Linked DNA regions of Sus scrofa: region 1 is linked to region 2. Evidence: chromatin contacts called from public Hi-C data. All regions are on one chromosome and are shown on one strand. The core of a region is the stretch at or near the end of the contact, and the rest is flanking DNA. Distances in the headings are between cores, read along the strand shown.

Region 1 (3,231 bases), core at 140-2,639, 370 kb after region 2:
CAATTCTTGCATCTCCTCAGATCTAGGAAAACACTAAAATCCTGCAAAGATGACCGATGCCTGTGACGAGCAGGCACCTTCAGGAGACCAGCAGCGACCGTCTGTGACACGCATGCCTGGCTGCACTTTTCACCTGTATCGCGTCTATCCTGACATCCGCCTTTCCTCTCTGGGGCGGTGCTTCCGAGCGAGTTGAGTTGCTGCAGCCTGGGCTGTAGTTACGTGGACAAAACAAAGGATGGCCGGGTCATCTGCAAAGGCAGTCACTTCCAAGGGCCAGAGCCAGTGAGCCCCGAGGGCAGGGAAACCTCCTCGGGAGACGGGCCGAGGCGCAAGTCAAAGGAATGATTTCCGTGAGCACAAAACCTCTTTGGTTCCTGCTCTCTGCTCATTTGTTACAAAAACTATACATCCCAGCTCCCTGCTCGGTTTCTCAGGGCTGCCTGAGATGCTGTCTCTGGGGCTTACGTCCTAATTTTGCCCCAGATAAAACTTAATTCTCAACTTTCAGATTGTGCTTTTTTTTTTTTTTTTAAGCTGACAAAAGTGTAGTCGTTTTACAATGTTGTACCAATTTCTGCTGAACTGTGTAGTGACCCAGTCTACCACACACACACACACACACACACACACACACACACACACACACATTCTTTTTCTCATGCTACCTTCCATCATGTTCTGTCTCAAGAGATTGGACATAGTTCCCTGTGCCCTCCCGTAGGGCTTTGTTGCTTATCCATTTTAAATCTAAGAGTCTGGGAGTTCCTGTTGTGGCGCCGTGGGGCGAATCTGACTAGTATCCATGAGGATGGAGGCTCGATCCCTGGCCTTGCCAAGCGGGTCAGGAATCCAGAGTTGCCAAGAGCTGTGGTGGAGGTCGAAGGCTTGGCTTGGATCCTGCATTGTTGTGGCTGTGGTGTAGGTCGGCCGCTGTAGCTCCAATTCAGCCCCTGGCCTGGGAACCTCCACAGGCCACACACAGGGGTGGCCCTAAAAAGCAAAATAAGTGAATGAATAAAGAAAGAAATAAATGTAAGTGTTTGCATCTACTAGCCCCAAACTCCCCGTCCACACCACTCCCTCCCCCATCCCTTGTCAGAGGACTTTGAAGACCTACCTCTTATGCATCATCTCATTTATCCAGATTGCCTTGGACACATGAAACCAATTTCCCACATCGTCGGGGGTGACCAGGAGCCCACACGCACCTCAGCCTCTGCTTATTGAAACCTTCTCCTTCCATCCAAACATGCTTCTCTAGAATTCCTTGTGTCACTGAATCAGTGAGACAGAAAGTCTTCACTGCCCACCCCTCCAGACTCTTCTGGAAACAGAGTGGCCTCTCTAAGGCTCTGTGTCAGCCTCACACCCATCTTTATGCCTGGAGGGTCTTTCCTTGGCTAGTGGGGAGACGCTGCCAAATTGTCTGCCCATTCATCACCACCTCCCCCGTCTCTGCCTGGAGCCCGGACTCCTGCCAGGCCTGCTAGTCCTGGCCAAGTCCCTCTGAGTGGGACGAGTCCCTGCTGTCTTGACTGCCAGGCTTACTGGTCAAACAATCTGGCCTCGGGACCTGTTTACACATTTAAAAATGATCAAGAGCCCCAACAACTTTTGTTTCCTTGAGTTACAGCTGCTACAATTTACTGTATTAGCTATCAAAAATAAGAAAATGTAAAGCCGGAGTTCCCGTTGTGGCGCAGTGGTTAACGAATCCGACTAGGAACCATGAGGTTGCGGGTTCGGTCCCTGCCCTTGCTCAGTGGGTTAATGATCCAGCATTGCCGTGAGCTGTGGTGTAGGTTGCAGACGCGGCTCGGATCCCGCGTTGCTGTGGCTCTGGCGTAGGCCGGTGGCTACAGCTCCGATTCAACCCCTGGCCTGGGAACCTCCATATGCCGCGGGAGCGGCCCAAGAAATAGCAACAATAACAACAACAACAACAAAAAAAAAAAAAAAAAAAAGAAAATGTAAAGCCATTATTTGAAGACAATAATAAACCTAGGACAGGTTAACAGGAACTTTTTTGTGTGAGAAATAATTCTGTTTTTCCAACACAAAAAATAATTAGAAGAATGGCCTTGTTTTACACTTTCGCCAATCTCTTCCATGCCTGGCTGGAAGCCAGCGGGCTCCTCCTCTCTGCGGCTGCATTCCACCTGTCATGACAGAACCCTAGCTTCGAGAAACCTTCCATGTCCACTCCTGAAGTGTGTGTGAAAAGGCAAATGGCGTCTTAGTGTATTAGGACAATAGCTTTGACTTTGCAAACCCCTGAAAGGGTCTCAGAGACCTCCCAGAAGCCCCCAGATCACAGTAAAAAGAATTGGCCATTTTTAGAATTTTTTGGCCTTATTTTGCCTTGTCTCACACTAGTTGCTTTTTGTTTTGAATTCACTGTGTGCCAGCGAGTTCTGCTTGGTTCCGAGTGCATAGGGGGAGGATGCCGACTGGATCCAGTGGTGCCATGGCTGTGGTATAGGCCATAGCCACAGCTCCAATTCGAGCCCTAGTCTGGGAACCTCCACATGCTGCAGGTGCAGCCATTAAAAAAGAAAGAAAGAAACAGAATATCACAGTCCTGCTTGCAAAGTGAGGGGCCATCCCTGCTTTTGATGGTGGCTGAATTGTCAGAGGCACCACTTCTCTACCTCAAGGTCTCGGTCAACACCGATGGCCCACCTTCCCAGGTTGGAGGCCATCCCGTGACGATGAGGCCACCTGTATGTTCCATGACCACCCTCTCACTGACAGGCTCTGACCCCTCCAAAGACACCTTGTGATAGGGCTTGAGCCTTCCCTGCAGCAGCCGAAGGACCTCTCTTCCTTGGCCATCACGCCATCCTTCTGGATGCACACGCCCTCTGCATCAGCCTCCCCAGCACAGCCTGCGCCTCTGCCGTCAGATCACCTGTTATTCCTCACCTGCCTGCCTGTGCCTTTGCTCTCTCTCACCTCTCTCCTCCCTTCCTCTCTTTCTCTCTCCTCTCCCAACTCTGTCCCCTCCCCTCTCTCCCTTCCCTGTGTCTCCCCATCCTTCCCATCCCCCGCCCCCATTCCCTCTTCCTCTGTCTGTCTCCCTTAAGCGCAAATGGGGACAGCTGTCAAGGCAAGCAGAACTCACCCACCATGGGGAACCTAGCTTCTTTGGGGACATGCTGCCTTCTAGAACTTTTTCTTGAATATTCAATCATGTCAGCTGCGGTGCTCAGGACTAGAGAGGCAGGT
Region 2 (3,246 bases), core at 171-2,670:
AAGAGCAGTGACACAGTAGAACTGTTACAAGTTTGTAAAGCAGAACCAAGCTTATTCCATAGGGTTGTGTCCTTTTCTAAATGGACAAATTATTCATTATTGGATATGACACTATGTCTTCGTGGACTCAGGCTGTCCTAACAAAGGATACCATAGACTGAGTGCCTCTCACAACAGACAGTTGTTTTCTCACAATTCTGGAGGCTGGAAGTCTAAGATCACAGTGCCCGTGTGGTCAGTTTCCAGTGAAACCTCTTCCTGACTTGCAGGTGGCTGCCATCTCCCTGTGGGCTCACTTCCTAAAGGGACACTAATCCTAAAAGGACACTAATCCTATCATATCAGGGCCCCACCCTACGACCTCACTTAACCTTCATCACCTCCTTATAGGCTCTGCTCCAAAAATAGTCACATGGAGGCTTAGGGCTTCAATATATGAATTTGGTGGGGACTCATTTCAGCCTATAGCACCACGATGGAAAATTTAGGTAGTTACTTTAAAAGCAAGGGGGGAAAAATGTCAAAAGATTGTGTCAGGTTCTGTGGCATAATGAAAAGTGAGTTCTTTCCTTCTTCCCCGAATGAGGGAAGTACTCTTCACTGTCACCATGGGGGCAATGGTGGAGATCAAATCCAAAAAGGATGGGGCAGTCCCCCCTGTGGCACAACAGGATCACCCCCACAATTTATTTTCCAGTTAGAGGATGAGAGGGGACAAGAGAAGACAAATGAAAAAACAAAATGATAAGTACACAGTATGGCCAGTGGTGAGAAGTGCTACAGAGAAAGATAAAGAATTCTCTAGACATCTGGGAGTTCCTATGGCAGCTCAGTGGTAACAAAGCCGACTAGTATCCCAAGGATGGGGGTTCGATTCCTGGCCTTGCTCAGTGGGTTAAGGATCTGGCGTTGCCGTGAGCTGTGGTGTAGGTCACAGCCCTTGGATCCTGCATTCCTCTGGCTGTGGCATAGGCTGGCAGCTGTAGCTCCAATTCAACCCCAAGCCTGGGAACCTCCATGTGCCGCAGGTGCAGCCCTAGAAAGACCAAAAAAAAAAAAAAAAAAAATGTCTGGGAAGGACCACGGTGGAGGTGAGAGGAGGGGTTGCTAGCTTTGAAAGATCATCAGGGGAAGGTCATCTTTCCAGTAAGATGATGTTTGCATAGAGGCCTGAAGGACAGGAGAGACCCTCGGGCAAGGTGGCTTTCAAGCAAGGGGGTGCTTGGTCTGTTGAAGGAACAGCAAGGAAGCCAGAGTGGCTGACAGAGTGAGCAAGAGGAAGAAGAAAATAAGGTCAGAAGGGAGGGAGGCAATTGTACCAAACGCACGGATCCTTTGGCTTTCAATTCAAGTGAGATGAGAGCCAGGGCAGGGCTGGGCAGAAAAGGAGCTGGTCGGTCTTAAGACTGAAGGCTGCTGTGCTCAGAGTCAATGCTGGAAAGAACAGGGACAGAAGCCCCCAGACCAGGTAGAGGGCAACAGCTGAAGTCCAGGTGGAGGTGGTGGGGACCGGGCCAGGGTGGGGGTGGAAGGGAGGAAAAGAAGGGCTGGGCTCTGGGAATCCGGAAGGTAGAACCGACAGGGTTTCCTGCTGGGCCAAGCAGGGGCTGTGGATGTTGGAAGGATGACTCCAGGCTCTCTGACTTGAGCAACTGGGGGAGTGGAGTCACTGTGGAGCAAGGGGAAAGGCAGCAGAAGGAAGAGATTGGGGAGCAAAATCAGCAAAGGTCACGCAAGGTTTGAGATGCCAACTTGATAGAGAGATCCCAGGGAGATGGAGGCTGCAGAGGTCTCTGCTGACCTTCTAGCTGAAATAGCTCCTCCTCCCCCATCATCTCCCTTCCCTGGTTCTGCTTTCCTTTAGAACAGCGCCCACCTCCTGGCTTCCTGCAGGGGACTGCTCCTCTAGGACAGAAGCTCCCTGAGGACAGGGCTCTGTCTTCTCCATTCCCTCTCAAACCCTAACCCCAGTGCCTAGAGCAATACTCGGTCCACATTCGGATGACTCTGACCGGCCATAACAGCCAAGGCTTCAGACAAAGCCCAGCCTTCTCAGGTTCCATGGCCTTGTGGGAGAATCAGTTGATTGAAGAGGTGATGCTGGACCGGCCAAGGGACGAGAGAGTATTTCCCCCACACCCGTGCCCTGGGCAGTAAGAACACAGATGGGGGCGCATGGTTCTATGGTGAGTTCAAGCAGGCTGGCTGCTCTTTAGCAAAAGGACTTTTCATCACCCAAGCACATTTTCTCCTCCACCACCCTTTATTATTTTTTCTCCAGTGAAACTGGAAACATAATCTTATTTCCTCTACCAAAAACTCTTTAGCCCATCTATTAAGGCTTTATGTGTACAGTTATGAAAATAGCTTTTAATATTCTCAACATAAATCAGATGTCACCAAGGCAACTGCCAAGTCATTAAAGTCCTAAATGTAATACCCTTTGGGGGCCACTCTTTTTCATTATGAAAATGCAAGCATACACAGAAATAGAGAAAATCTAGTGAAGCTTATCCTATCCAAGGATTAACAAGATTTGGCCACTTTTTTCTTGGTCTTTGCCAGAATCCTGGGGGGGGACACCTGTGGCATGTGGAAGTTCCCAAGCCAGGGGTCAAACCCACCCCACAGCAGCCAATGTAGTGACAAAGCCATTTTCTTAACCTGCTGCACCAAAAGAGAACTCCATTTACCAGAATATTTTTAACTGTTAAAAGAAAAAAAAACATAAATTTTCCCACCATAACCATTTTTAAGTGTACAGTTCAGTAGAGCTAACTATAGTCACATCCTTGGCCATAGATCTCCAGAACTGCTATATCTTGTAATATTGAAACATTATCCCTATTAAATAATAACTCTCCCTTCCCTCCCCCCAACCCCTGGTAACCATCATTCTGCTGTCTGTTTCGATGAATTGACTGCTTTAGATGCCTCATCTAAGTAGAATCTTAGAGTATTTGTGTTTGTGACTGTATGATTTCACTTAGTATGATGTCTTCGAGGTGCAGCCATGTGTAGCATGTGACAGGAGCCTTCCTTTTCAAGGCTGAATAATATTCCATGTATATACGGCATTGCTTATCCATCTGCTCTTTGTGAACATCCGGGTTACTTCTACCTCTTGGCAATTGCTAATAATGCTGCTTTCAATTTAAACGTAAAAAATACCTCTGCAAGATCCTGCTTTTAATTCTTTTGGAAATATACCAAGAAGTGAGATGGCTGGTTCCTGCGGTATTTCTA

Evidence for each region. Hi-C and Micro-C count contacts between places; a contact is called where the count stands out from the background.
Region 1: a Hi-C map of omental adipose tissue shows a contact between it and region 2, with 10 times the contacts expected there. The contact joins two enhancer-like sites. A contact is called at or near these places in 4 of 47 Hi-C or Micro-C datasets (differentiating spermatogonia, liver, omental adipose tissue and 1 more).

What each region holds. Positions count from the first base shown.
Region 1 is chr8:11,157,827-11,161,057 of Sscrofa11.1, forward strand. No RefSeq gene overlaps it. Among named protein-coding and RNA genes, the nearest start is that of FGFBP1, 30 kb to the right of the region's middle. Within about 2 kb of position 1,390, at least 5 of the 83 cell types and tissues checked have an H3K27ac peak or open chromatin away from gene starts, as enhancers often do. A contact at or near this core is called in omental adipose tissue, where this site is marked.
Region 2 is chr8:10,790,656-10,793,901 of Sscrofa11.1, forward strand. The region is part of intron 4 of CC2D2A (coiled-coil and C2 domain-containing protein 2A); the gene reads left to right. Among named protein-coding and RNA genes, the nearest start is that of CC2D2A, 13 kb to the left of the region's middle. Within about 2 kb of position 1,421, at least 3 of the 83 cell types and tissues checked have an H3K27ac peak or open chromatin away from gene starts, as enhancers often do. A contact at or near this core is called in omental adipose tissue, where this site is marked.